Regions from separate parts of the Mus musculus genome. Here regions 1, 2 and 4 are each linked to region 3. The links are chromatin contacts, called in public Hi-C and HiChIP or PLAC-seq maps. All regions are on one chromosome and are shown on one strand. The core of a region is the stretch at or near the end of the contact, and the rest is flanking DNA. Distances in the headings are between cores, read along the strand shown. Region 1 overlaps 1700024I08Rik (RIKEN cDNA 1700024I08 gene). Region 2 has its middle 22 kb from the start of Ercc6l2. Region 3 holds the start of Ptch1 (patched 1). Region 4 overlaps Fancc (Fanconi anemia, complementation group C).

Region 1 (2,848 bases), core at 338-2,837, 150 kb after region 3:
GGCTGAGTGGAGTGTTATCACCAGTTCAAGGCCAGTGTGTGCGGCATAGTGAGAACAGAGGTGGTGGGAATAGAGGAAGAAAGGGGACAGGGAGAGAAAAAGAGGGAGAGAGGGAGAGAAGAGAAATAAAACTAATTCATGACTCTCTGAGGCATTTCCCTAAGCAACTCTGACCTGAGAGTGCAGCCAGTTGACTGAGATCATCCCTGGCCATTCCCAATGGACACTCTTAAACAGTGTTGATTATATTGCATGTACTTGTGTGTTCTCTATGTACATGAAGGCATGACACCTGTGTGGCGCTCAGAAGACAACTTGTGAGAACTTGTTCTCTTCTTCCACCATGTGGGTCCCTGGGCTTGAACACAGATTATCATGATTGGAGGCAATTACCCCCCACCAGCACTGGCCACTCCCCCCCACCCCACCCCCTCCCTCCAGTCTCACTGTGTGACTCTGGCTGGACTAGAACTTGCTATGTAGACCAGGCTGACCTGGAACTCTACAGAGATCCATCTGCTTCTGTCTCCCAAGTGCTGGCATTAAAGAAGTATACCACTAGGCTAGGCTTGTGGCAAGCTCCTTTGACCCACTGAGCTACATCGATGAACCCTGCTCTCCTCCAAATTTTATCATAAGGAATAGGGAGCTAGGTTTTTGTTTTTGTTTTTGTTTTTGTTTTACCTGCCTATTCTCTCTGGTCTGTAGCATAGGCTACCCTGGAAATCACTATTTAGCCGTTATCTGGCCTCTAGTGGATGGTGTTTTTCCTCCCTCAGGCTCCAAATGCTGGAATCAGACATGACCCAACACACTGGGTAACTTCCTATTTTCAAGAGCAATAACTTTGTCAGAATGTTCCTGGTCGTTAATAGACACTTCCTGAGGTCTGCTCTACACTGTTTTTACACAGTGCCCCAGCATCAAGAACTCTCTACAGCCTGCTAAGGGAACTCAGGACATAACCTTTTAAGTTCATTTATACTTCTTAGACACCTTTTAACAGAGTGTTCTTAACTGAATAGTTTTGCCCCCAATAGTATCAGGAGGCAACTTTCATGGTTAATAAAGATTGGCTGCCACTGGTGTCTAGGACAAAGGGCAGGGCTGTATTCAACATCCTCAGATTCAAGGCATGGCTCCTGCAATGTCCACAACTCTGAGGCTCAGAAATCCTGGCCTAACATCTCTCCTTCCTGGGAGCTGATGTCTCTGTTTGAGAAAGTCAGGTTTGTGGGGACCTGCAAGGCTTATTTCAGCAGAGAACCAAATCCTTGATGGTACCTCTCTGCTTCTGGCTGGGAGCCATCTCTGTCTGCTGTACCCTGGCTTGGGTTTGCATAGAGATCTACTTAAGCCCTTCTAAAGAACCCTTGAAGCAAGAGCTGGGCGGACTGTTTGACTGTGACTAAAAGGGGAAGGGAATGCGTTTTGGAGGGGGGGGGGTTGAATGCTGAACTTTCAACCCTTCTTGGCAGTATTTGCTGGTCAGAAAGCAAAGCCAGCTGTAACTTGGACAGAGCTATACACAAGCAGACAACAGACTGCTATCTTGCAAATTGGAGGCTTTCGATGGCTTCTCATGTGGGCATTGGCCTCAGGCAGGAAGACCACCCACAGGCAAGCGCACAACGCCTCCCAGGAGGCCTCTAATCACCCACCCTTCTGGCCACCTGTTCTGGGGCTGCTTATCAGATGTGAAGGAGCCAGTTAATAACCATTTATAAGCTATAAATGGAAGTGGCCGTGGCAGGGAGCTGATAAACATTTGGGGGCAAATTATTTGTGTTGCTGGACTGTCATTTGCACCCCTCTTGAAAGTATGTGTTTCGGGTTACAGGATGTCCAGATGGCTGCTTGTGGCCAGCCCTGTCTGCTGAAGGGCTGGGACTATGATCTCCACCCTACTGTGGATACTATGGGCTGCTTGGAGAGTGTTAGCCTTCCCGGGCATCAGCCCTGTCTTTATAACTCTGAAGGAGAAAGGAAAAGTCAAAGCTCCCTAAAGGATTTCATGCCATATGTCTTGGGAATCTCTGATCTCAGTTTGGAACTAAAGGGGATTGACTGTACTCAGCACTGAGCTAAACAGGAGCGAGCTTTGTAGAAACTCCAGTCATTGGTGTAGATTTTAGATCCCCCCTCAAGAGATGGAAAGGATGGTGAGATGTCATCTAAACTGATACTGACAGTCAGGCAACTGCAGACCGTGACTTGGGAAGAACATTCATTCCACAAGGTGCTTTCCAGAAGTCAACATGGCTGCAAAGCAGTCAGCTTTGCTGTGGTCTCCAAAGGCCCATGTGTTAAATGCCTCTCCCCTCCTCCCCCATCTGTGGGAGGTGCAGACCTTAAGAAGTAGGGTCTAGTGGGATGAAATCAGGTCACTGTAGTGTGCTGGTTGAAGGGGCTACCTACGCCTTTGTCTCTCCAGTGGGATAAGCAGTGCTCCTGGCCATGAGGTGCTCCCACAGGCACAGAGGAAGCTACCACAGACTGGAAGCCCAAACAACCCGTTTTGCTCTAAGTTTTGATCCTCTGATGCATCTGTTTCAGTAAGGAAAAACTAAGGCAGCCATATTAACTAGGGTTGGCAACTGTGAAATTCAGAGGCCAAAGAGGATCTTGAACAATGGAAAGGGGTGCTGGGTAGAGACAAGGCATTTGAATAATAGAAGTGACACCTGGTTCTTTCATTTGAGAGCTGTAGTGAAGCAGAGCCAGCTGTTCTGCCTTTATCGTCCCAGACTGGATATGACCAGAATTCTTCAAGATGTCAAGTAGTGGATACTACTGAACTGGTGGCTGCTAACGTAGAAAACATGATCAGAGTGCCCAGGCCCAGTTC
Region 2 (2,935 bases), core at 87-2,586, 230 kb after region 3:
TGTCTAGAGAACACAACCTACTAGATATAAGCAAAACTGCAACTCCCAGGGCTGAAGTAGGAAACCAGGCTCATAAACATGATAAATCCACCAGTATAGATGAGTCTGGAAATTAGGAGCTCCAAGCGGTCAAGCACACTTGTGTGTGTTTTATGTCTTTAAGTCTTTACCAGAGAACCTTGATTCTCACAGTGAGGCTGAAGGAAGTTCCTGTGTGCTTCAACAGAAAGCCTAAAATGAGTCAGAGCACTCATAAGGCCTGTCTCAAGAGAGATCATTTGCCAGAGCCCAGATGCAGGCTTGGTAGAACCTAACTGTCTAGGAGAAGGAATACATCCATTATTATACCTCTGTAGACATTCTGACCATCTAAGCATGGGGCATTTCTGAAAAGCACTGCATGGTCACAGCCTGGGTGCGCACTGGCTCACCAGAAGACAGCACAGCACAGTGGACCACAGATAGCTTTTACAATACCTTCATTACAATAAAGGACCATTTTTTTCTTTTTCTTTTTTACTTTTCTTTCTTTTATTTTATATTAAAGGACTATTTCATGACAGGCTTTCAACAAAAACAAAGTAACAAGCTACATTAAAAAGCAAAATATAAAACTATGTGCATGCATGCATATATAAAGTCCCAAACTAAAACAACAAAACCTCCAAACATGGATCCGGAATAGGCACTATCACCAAATTCAGACATGGTTGGATACTGGGATCAGCAGCTTGAAAACTTAAAGCAACCATGTAGAAATGTTTTAAGGCTCTCACAAAAAACCATCAATTATCACGTAAGAACAAATAGCTAATGCAAGCAGAAAGGGAGGTCCTAAGAATGAATCAGAGATGAAAAATCGAAGCAAAAATGAATACATTTCACAGGCTTACCTCTTGACAGAACTGAGCTTAAGGCCATAACAATAGAAAGCTCAAAATAATATGGAAAAGATTGAAATAAAATCACACAGCTATCCAGCAACTGTGGATGATCCACAGAAGATGTGATGTATGCATGGGGAGCATAAGAAAAAGAGAAAGGGAAAGAGGCGGTGTTGGAAGCCAAAGGGACTGTTCTTTGTGTGCCTGTACACTGAGCATCTGCACACATAGTGACATTCTTGGAAACAAGAGGAAAACATAACCATCCGCTCTCAGATGTATCTCTGAGGAAAAGATGCTCTGCTTTCCCTGCCTGACTTATCAATTTATCAGCCTCTGGGCAGTGTATTGACCATGGAGGGAAAGCTCCCCTCCTTACTCTACTGATCAAGCTTTGCAACTTCTGGAAAGTCCACTTTAGATGCTCCCTGTATGACTCAGTGCCGTGCTCACTGCTGATAAATAATCTCATTATGACTCTCCACTTTGACAACTTTTAGTAGAAGAAATGAGTTGCTATGTAGATGTTTCCTTCAGGTGATTTCTCCTCAATTATAATTAGTAAGTCTACTCTGAGAAAGTTTCCTTCTGAAAATTACAACGTTTGTCCATCAATGCCAAGTGCTTGTTTTTGCCAGTCTCTGTCCCTCAGAAGACCAGTGACTACGATTTTCTATCGTAACAGGAGTTTTTAAAAGATGTCCTTTTTTTAGTGATCCAGAGTTTATGTGTGTTTCCAATTTTACGAGGAGGAGGAAGCTGAAAAGCTGCCATGTGCCTGGTGTGTCTGAGTGCAGTCGAATGAAAGACAGACTTTGATGTGTGATGTGGAAAGCAGCTTCTGTTGAAGGTAACTTGAAAGCCAGTAGTTATATTGGGTTGCCATATGTCATTTAGCTCATGTAAAACCTTTTGTAGAAATTGAATCCCATTGTGAGGTAGTAAGAGAGTAGAAACAATCTGATTCTGTTGTTGGAGGTGGAGCCTTGGTGAAGTGATTAGAGTCAGATGAAGCCATTAGGGTGGAGACTCTGACCTAATGCTGGCAGCTTTATAGAAAGAGGGAGAGACTAGTTCTCTCTCTCTCTCTCTCTCTCTCTCTCTCTCTCTCTCACACACACACACACACACACACACACACACACACACACACACATACACACACACAAACACACATGTTTCTCAACATGTGCTACCCTGCACCATCTAGATGCTGCCAGCAAGAAAGCTTTCACCAGATACAGCTCCTTGACCTTGGACCAGAACTGTGAGCCACAGTAAGCATTTTTCCCTCCATTCCTCTCTTCTACTGTCCATCTCCCTTTCCCACTTCTCTTTTCAGACCAGATTCGACTGTACAGTCCAGGCTGGCCTTGTGATCCCTATACCCCAGTCTCCCAAATAATTGGGGTGCATCTCTGCCTAGTTCTTAACTTCTTTTTATTACTAACTTAACTATGGTATTTTATTATTAGCAATAGAAGAGAGATTAAAACATAGGTTTTCTATTCTCAGTTGCCTGGGGAATCTTGTATTTAATTCTGGTACATTTGCAAGCAGATATAGATCGTCTGAGCACTTGGGGAGTGCCAGAGAGTACAAGTATAAGACAAAGCTATGAGGGACTAGGACTGAGCATTGGCAGACGATCCTAGGGCTTGTTGGAAATTACAGTGAACTATGAGAGATTTTCAAAGCACATATTAAAAGACAGACATGGTGGTGCACATCTGTAATCCCAGCACTTGGGCGGCTGAGGCAGGATTACAGGTTCAGGGCCAGCCTTGCCACATAGTGAGATCTTGTCTTTAAAACAAAGATTGAAAGTGAAGGGGCAGAGTAAAAAGAAACATACAAGGGGTAGTAGAATAAAAGGAAACACAGAGGAAGATGAACATGACTAAAAACAAAATAAGTGAGTGCTGCGTGTGAAATTAATAATAACATTTTAACACAAATTACTTAGTTTTTAATAATTTGTGTTAAATTTAGGCCATAGCAGATAACTCAGTTGATGCATAAACCTTATTATAAAGGCACATGGCTGCCTT
Region 3 (2,768 bases), core at 243-2,742:
TGTGGCCTCCTCCAGTGCCCCGGAGGCCGAGTGAAGGGCGCAAGCGCACTTAGGGACAATCTACAGCAACCGTGGTCCATCTGGCCCCGGTGTGGCTGTACGCGAGGTCCACGTGGTGAGCCCCGCAGCCAGAGTTCGGTCCACACTCTTTTCCACAGCCTTAGGAGACACCGCGGGAGCTCAGTTAGGAAATGCGGCAGCCATCTACAACTTACACTATTTGTGCTCGGAAGAGGGCGGCCACAAGGATCTTTCCTCCCTCTCCCATTCCCTCCTGGTGAACTCTTTAAAATAGCCGAGTGCACAAGGAAGAGGCCCAGGCCGGCGCCGGCGGGGGTCCTGGCTGGGCGCAGGCTGCTCTCCGGGCGGCGGAGCCCGGGGTGCTGGCCAGGGCCCCTGCGGGCCCCAGGCTAGGTGCTTGCCTTCCCCGGATTCCACACATTTCAGCCAGCCTCGTAAACACAATGAACCCGGCCGTTCCGCACACCCGTACCGAAGATTTAAGGTGGCAACTTGTTTACAACTGCCCCCCTCCCCGGCAGGCTGGGAGAAGAGGCGGCCCAAGACCTGGAAGAGAGGGGACGTCCTCTCCCGAGAATAATTTTTAAGGGAGCAGAGATTTCAAGCTCAACGAAAGCAGAACCGGCTGCCAAAAAAGGAAACCACCTTTACTTTGGCTCCCTCCCCTCTGTCTCTCTCCGCCTCTCTCCACTCCGCCTCCCCCTCAAAGAGGTTAAGAAATGTGGCAACGCCGAACTTTAGGCTGCAACCGTGGGCAGGGGCGCGGGAGAAAGGCGCTGGGGCCGAAGGCAGTGCCGCATTGCGGCCGCCCTGGAGGTGGTCCACTCAGGACGGTTTCCAAAGCTCCGGAAAAGGCACACCAGGGAGGGCGTGTGCGCGCGCACACACCACACACACGCACGCACACACACAGGCACCCCTCCACCCCCTGCGGACCTCAGACAGCCCTTTCCTCCAAAGTCCGGAGGGAGGGTTTGAATTTTTCAACCTTCACTTGTCTGCTGCTTTCTCAGGAGTGTGTGTGTGTGTCTGTGTGGCAGGGATCCCAAGGAGGAAGAAGAGGGAAAAGTGAAGAGGGAGGAGGGGACAGAAGTGCACCTTGGAAATCTGCTCCAGAGCGAAGGCGGCGTCGCAGTAGCTGGGCCGGTGCAGATAGTCCCGGTCCGGCGCGGCGCGGTGCGGTCCCCCGGTCCGTCTGCGCCTCCCGCCGCCGGCCTGCCTGCCCAGGGCCCCGGCGGCGTTACCAGCCGAGGCCATGTTGCCGCCGCCGCCGCGGGCTCCGGGCGCGCCTGGGCGCTCGGCTCGCGAGGACGCTGCTGGCCGCCGGGGACTCCGGCTCCGGGTGACAGACCCGCTGCTGCCGCTCACACGGCGGGCGCTGCGGGTGCTGCGGCCGTGGCCGCTGCCGGGGACTCAGACCCTGCGCCTTCCATTGCCACATTGCGCGTGAGTCCCGAGGTCTTTGCGGCCGCCGCTGCCCACATCCAGCTCGCGGGAAGGCGAGAGCCGGCGCTTCCAGGGCGCGCCTCGCGGTCCCCAAGTCCCCCCCAGACGTCCCCGCCCCGCGCCGCGACCCCTTCACGGCAGAAGGCGCGCGCAGACCCCCGCCGCTCGCGCCGGCTCCCTCGGCGCCCGCTGCGGGCGACGCGACGGTACCCGGCGAGTCTCAACGATGCCGGGCCGGGGCTGCCGCTGCTGCTGCTGGTGCTGCTGCGGCTGCGGCTGGAGTTGGCGGTGGCGGCTTCTGAAACGGCTGGTCGCTCTCTGGCTGCTGGGTTCGCGGTGGCTGCTCGGTCCCGGACTCTGCTTTCTTGTTCTCCTCACCGACCCGCTGGACCATTCTGCCCCCGCGCCGCGCGCTTCTTTCGCTACCGGGACCTGGGGACTCCGCTCTGTGTGTGTGCAGCGGGCAGCGGCCGCAGCAGCTCCTTGACTCAATAGATGAGATGGAAGAAGAAAAAAAAGAACTCTCTCCATTTGGAGAAAGAGGAGGAGGAGGGGAGGGGGTGGAGGGGGAAAGAGCGAGCGAAAGAGAAAAAGGCTGGAACTCCCGCCCCCGGGGCTGTCAGATGGCTTGGGTTTCTGCAACGCGATTGGCTCTTGGAGGGCAGAAATTACTCAGCAAACATGACTATTATTAGCTGCTTAGCAACAGCTCACCAAAGTAGAGAGACCACCCAGGTAGGCAACCCCCGTGTGTGCATCCCAGGCTTGGGGGTGGGGGGGCGCTCGCTCAGCGCCAACCCTCTCGCATGCAATACTTCCATTAAGGAATGCTCCCCCCTCCTTTCTTTCTTATTTCTTTTCTTTTCAACAGTGTCTTCTTTTTCGAGACGCCTTTTGCGAGCGCGCGCGCACACACACACAGACACACATACACACGCACACACTCACACGTACAGGAGCATTTGCCTCGCAATAGACATGAGGGATAGGTAATATATTTTTTTAAGCGCTTAAACAATTTCTGAGATTCCTCAAAGAAAACCCTTTTAGAGGCACTTTGGCCTCAAGCTGCAGCAAATACTGGGAGGTCCGGCTTGAATTCCCAGGCCTGCACCAATAATGACAGGGTGGTGGATAGTGCGCCAGTGTGTGCCAATTTTTTTTTCTCCTCTTTTCTTTTATAACCAAAGGCAAGACTTAGACTCTCGCAGGGAACAACGCCTCGTATTAAGATAAACAAAATGGAAAGTTAAAGAGGCGAGCAAGGATGTTGGGAAAAGCCAGCCCTTTTAAAAACCCCT
Region 4 (2,968 bases), core at 6-2,505, 230 kb before region 3:
AAAAGTGATTTGGCTTTAGAAAAAAATCTACTTATATATATATAAAAAAAGCCATTCACATCTATAATGTAATTATAAAAATGACTATTTTTATAAATACATACTTTCCTTATGGCATTTTCTTTTCTATTTTTAAAACGTTAAACATAAAACTAAACAACCCTTTCACGTTTTAGAATCTATTTTGTTTTAAAAGATTCAGGTTTCTTACAACAAATTTGAGCTTTCTTTTTAATCTTTACCAGATGTTGTTTATACTACAAGCAATTTTTTTCAGTACCCCATAATGCAATTATTGTTTAATTAGTGATAAATCTGTCATTCTTGGGCTTAAAAACCTTAACAAGTACCAAATGTCCTCTTATGTTGTAAGTTTACATGAGGTCTCAGTGTCAAGCAGAGGAGTGGGGGGTGTAAGTTACAGGATGTCCAGCTTTGCACACTGGACAAATACCTCCAGGTCTAGTCTCCGTATGTCTATGCTCAAAAGCAGTTTCTTGGGTCTCACTGCTCCTCAACCTGGCCTCTGAATAGGAAGAACTGCCATGGTCCACTATTTCTTGTGGTCTGTCTGTGATCCTTCTCCCATTCATCTCCCAGGAGCTACAAAGCCTGGAACCCCATGAGTGAAGATTACCCTGCGCCCTGGGTTTTCATTGGAGATAATGCTGGAGTGTCTGGTGCCCCCCTGAGGTTAACACTGGAAAGTGCAGTCCAGACCAAAGCCCCACCACACTTGTCTAGTTAACCAAGACTAAGCCATCCACTCCAGCTCTGGTTTAACTGCATGTACCACATTAGAGTTCAGGCAAGAAGTACACTAATGAAAATGCGGGGAAAGAAAATGCTAAAACATTAGAGAAACAAATCCAACAATGTTGAGGACAGGAGTAATTCTTTGGCTGTATTTTAGCAATGGGATTTTTCAGGGAAGTTTCTCCTTGTGAAGCTGCGGTGACTGCCCTCTTAAGAATGAGGACACTTCCTGGCCAACAGGAGGAACACACTGAGCTGTCTGAGGCTGGCATAGACAAAGACACTTTTTACTGAGCTACCAACTCTTCCAGGTAACAGTCTCTGACTTAAGACCCTGCCTCCTGCCTCCCATGCAACTACTCTTTGGGGTAGCTCTCCCAGGCCCAACTGCGGTGGCTGCCAGCAGGCGGATCAGCCCGTGAAGGAGTGCAAGGGAGGGCATGGGAACCAGGGTGCTCCTGGCTCTGGCACGTAGCACAGTGTAGCAGCCAAGCGCAGGCCACCCCACCACCCAGCTGGCCCTTTTCACTCAAATAGGGAACCCAAACAATAGCCTTCTGGGCTCCACACACAGAGCTGTAACGAGAAAACAGCCTCCTTGATACAAGCTCAGCCTGGGCACAGAGCACAGTGCCAAAAGGGAGGCATAATTAGCAAGTGGCTTTCAATACTTCTCCTGACGTCAATTTTTAAGGTCAGGTCTAAGGTTAAGGATTATGGTGTCCTGGTGACTGCTCTCTCAAAGGAAACACAAGACCGTCTGTTTTGGAACTTTTAGTCTGCATAGTAAATGACAAACTGGGGTTAATACCCTGATCTATTTGGGGCCACCAACTGTGGCAGGCAGCCATGATATTGGGGACAATCTAAGGTAGAGAAGCCAAAGATTGAACCTTAAACACAAACCGGTTTGAGAATGTATTTTTATTTCACAGGCTCACACATGTGCCTGCACACACATCTTGTTTGGAATTAAGGTGACTAGTCTCTTATCTTATTCATTCATTGCCTTAACGGAAACTGCCAGACCTCTGATGTCTCTAAAAGGCAGAAGGACATTCAGGGAGATCATTACACTTTGTACAACTCTTTTATCTTTTGTTTTTGCTATATTTGGGTAACTATAGAATTTCCAGAACTCATTCTGGATAGTCCCAAGAGATGGGAATATAATTAACAGTGCTCCACACAAAACACAAGTTATGTAGACCATCACACTTTAATTACTGTCAGAATCCAGCACTAATGCAATTGGCATCAGGTTTCCTAGGCAGCAAAGTGCAGCAGTCTAGCTGGGTCTTAAAGATCTGATACTGCACATGGCCCTGTCAATGCTGGAAGATGCTGCGCTGCGATAAATGAATCAGATGATGCAATTAGGAAGCAGGTTCTTCAGGTTACCCCTGTAATCACTCAACCAGGTCACGGCTTATTCTACCCTGCTGGGCTCGCAGGCTCTCTGGGCTCAGGATGGCAGAGGAGAACTGCCTAAGCCAATCAGGGGCTTCCAGCTTGTTGTCTGTATTGTAATTATCTCCATGAACCTCACGGCATAGAGAGGTCACATCCTGGCAATGCCACAATAAATTAGACCAAATAACACCCCCTTAAATCCCTCCCTCAACCATAATAAAAGCTCTGAAGCTCCCACACATGATCCTGATAAACTGCTTCTAAGCTGCGTGACAAGGAAGTGACAGCCAACTCCCAACCCAGACTGAGGTCCCCATAATACAGTGTCTGTGGGAGGGGCACCTTCCTATGTTCTCTGAAGGATGACTTAGGCTGAAAGCTTCAGCTAACAGATGCAGACAAGCATCAGAGAAGAAGCAGTAACACTAACAGACAGTCAGGCAGTCCATGGGACCGGGGAGCTTTCCACTGAGGGAAAGGATGATGACGAAAAGGACAAGCAACCTGGGAGGAAAGAACCCAGTGTCTTCATTTGGCACTGAAAGCAAAACAGACCAGAGATAAAGTAACTCCCATCACAGTGTGCACACTTAATTTAGAAATAGAGACATTTACAAGACAAGGTAATTTACTACCTTAAATCTGGAAGGGGCTGTCCAGGGGCTTCTAAATGATCTACAGAGTCTATTAAGAAAGTTGCACTGTTATTTTTAGCCTTAATAATCTATATAATGCTTTTGGAAATGGTAAGAAGTAGCAATCATGCATACAAATGCACATACATATTCGAGGGAGGGAG

Evidence for each region. A called contact is a pair of places that touch in the nucleus more often than the background predicts. HiChIP or PLAC-seq counts read pairs in DNA pulled down with a chosen protein or histone mark.
Region 1: an H3K4me3 HiChIP or PLAC-seq map of embryonic stem cells shows a contact between it and region 3, with 7 times the contacts expected there. The contact joins the enhancer-like site here to the promoter of Ptch1 in region 3. A contact is called at or near these places in 9 of 39 promoter capture datasets (the 3T3-L1 cell line, 3T3-L1-derived adipocytes, cancer-associated fibroblasts and 5 more), 22 of 484 Hi-C or Micro-C datasets (B cells, the G1E-ER4 cell line, the MC3T3-E1 cell line and 16 more), 20 of 115 datasets of contacts at active chromatin or transcription factors (bone marrow-derived dendritic cells, bone marrow-derived macrophages, craniofacial prominence and 10 more) and 2 of 9 other capture datasets (adipose tissue and pancreatic islet).
Region 2: a contact with region 3 is called in a Hi-C map of Th1 cells, with 3 times the contacts expected there. The contact joins the enhancer-like site here to the promoter of Ptch1 in region 3. A contact is called at or near these places in 2 of 39 promoter capture datasets (cranial neural crest and second pharyngeal arch cranial neural crest), 17 of 484 Hi-C or Micro-C datasets (the AML12 cell line, B cells, DN3 thymocytes and 11 more), 13 of 115 datasets of contacts at active chromatin or transcription factors (the 230-238 cell line, bone marrow-derived macrophages, craniofacial prominence and 9 more) and 2 of 9 other capture datasets (liver and pancreatic islet).
Region 4: a Hi-C map of the N1E-115 cell line shows a contact between it and region 3, with 4 times the contacts expected there. The contact joins the enhancer-like site here to the promoter of Ptch1 in region 3. A contact is called at or near these places in 2 of 39 promoter capture datasets (cranial neural crest and frontonasal cranial neural crest), 2 of 484 Hi-C or Micro-C datasets (the N1E-115 cell line and muscle stem cells), 2 of 115 datasets of contacts at active chromatin or transcription factors (craniofacial prominence and pancreatic cancer cells) and 2 of 9 other capture datasets (adipose tissue and liver).

Annotation. Positions count from the first base shown.
Region 1 is chr13:63,718,129-63,720,976 of GRCm38.p6, forward strand. All of the region lies in intron 4 of 1700024I08Rik (RIKEN cDNA 1700024I08 gene), which reads right to left. Among named protein-coding and RNA genes, the nearest start is that of 1700024I08Rik, 15 kb to the right of the region's middle. Within about 2 kb of position 1,588, at least 59 of the 459 cell types and tissues checked have an H3K27ac peak or open chromatin away from gene starts, as enhancers often do. A contact at or near this core is called in the G1E-ER4 cell line, adipose tissue, embryonic stem cells and 2 more, where this site is marked.
Region 2 is chr13:63,792,210-63,795,144 of GRCm38.p6, forward strand. No RefSeq gene overlaps it. Among named protein-coding and RNA genes, the nearest start is that of Ercc6l2, 22 kb to the right of the region's middle. Within about 2 kb of position 1,337, at least 15 of the 459 cell types and tissues checked have an H3K27ac peak or open chromatin away from gene starts, as enhancers often do. A contact at or near this core is called in Th1 cells, Th2 cells, centroblasts and 1 more, where this site is marked.
Region 3 is chr13:63,564,243-63,567,010 of GRCm38.p6, forward strand. Ptch1 (patched 1) reads right to left here and starts at 1,493. Exons shown (of 24, transcript NM_008957.3): 1 at 1,120-1,493. The coding sequence starts at 1,278. RefSeq lists an enhancer at 2,052-2,231.
Region 4 is chr13:63,335,261-63,338,228 of GRCm38.p6, forward strand. All of the region lies in intron 8 of Fancc (Fanconi anemia, complementation group C), which reads right to left. Among named protein-coding and RNA genes, the nearest start is that of Mir3074-1, 35 kb to the left of the region's middle. Within about 2 kb of position 1,256, at least 61 of the 459 cell types and tissues checked have an H3K27ac peak or open chromatin away from gene starts, as enhancers often do. A contact at or near this core is called in the N1E-115 cell line, craniofacial prominence and muscle stem cells, where this site is marked.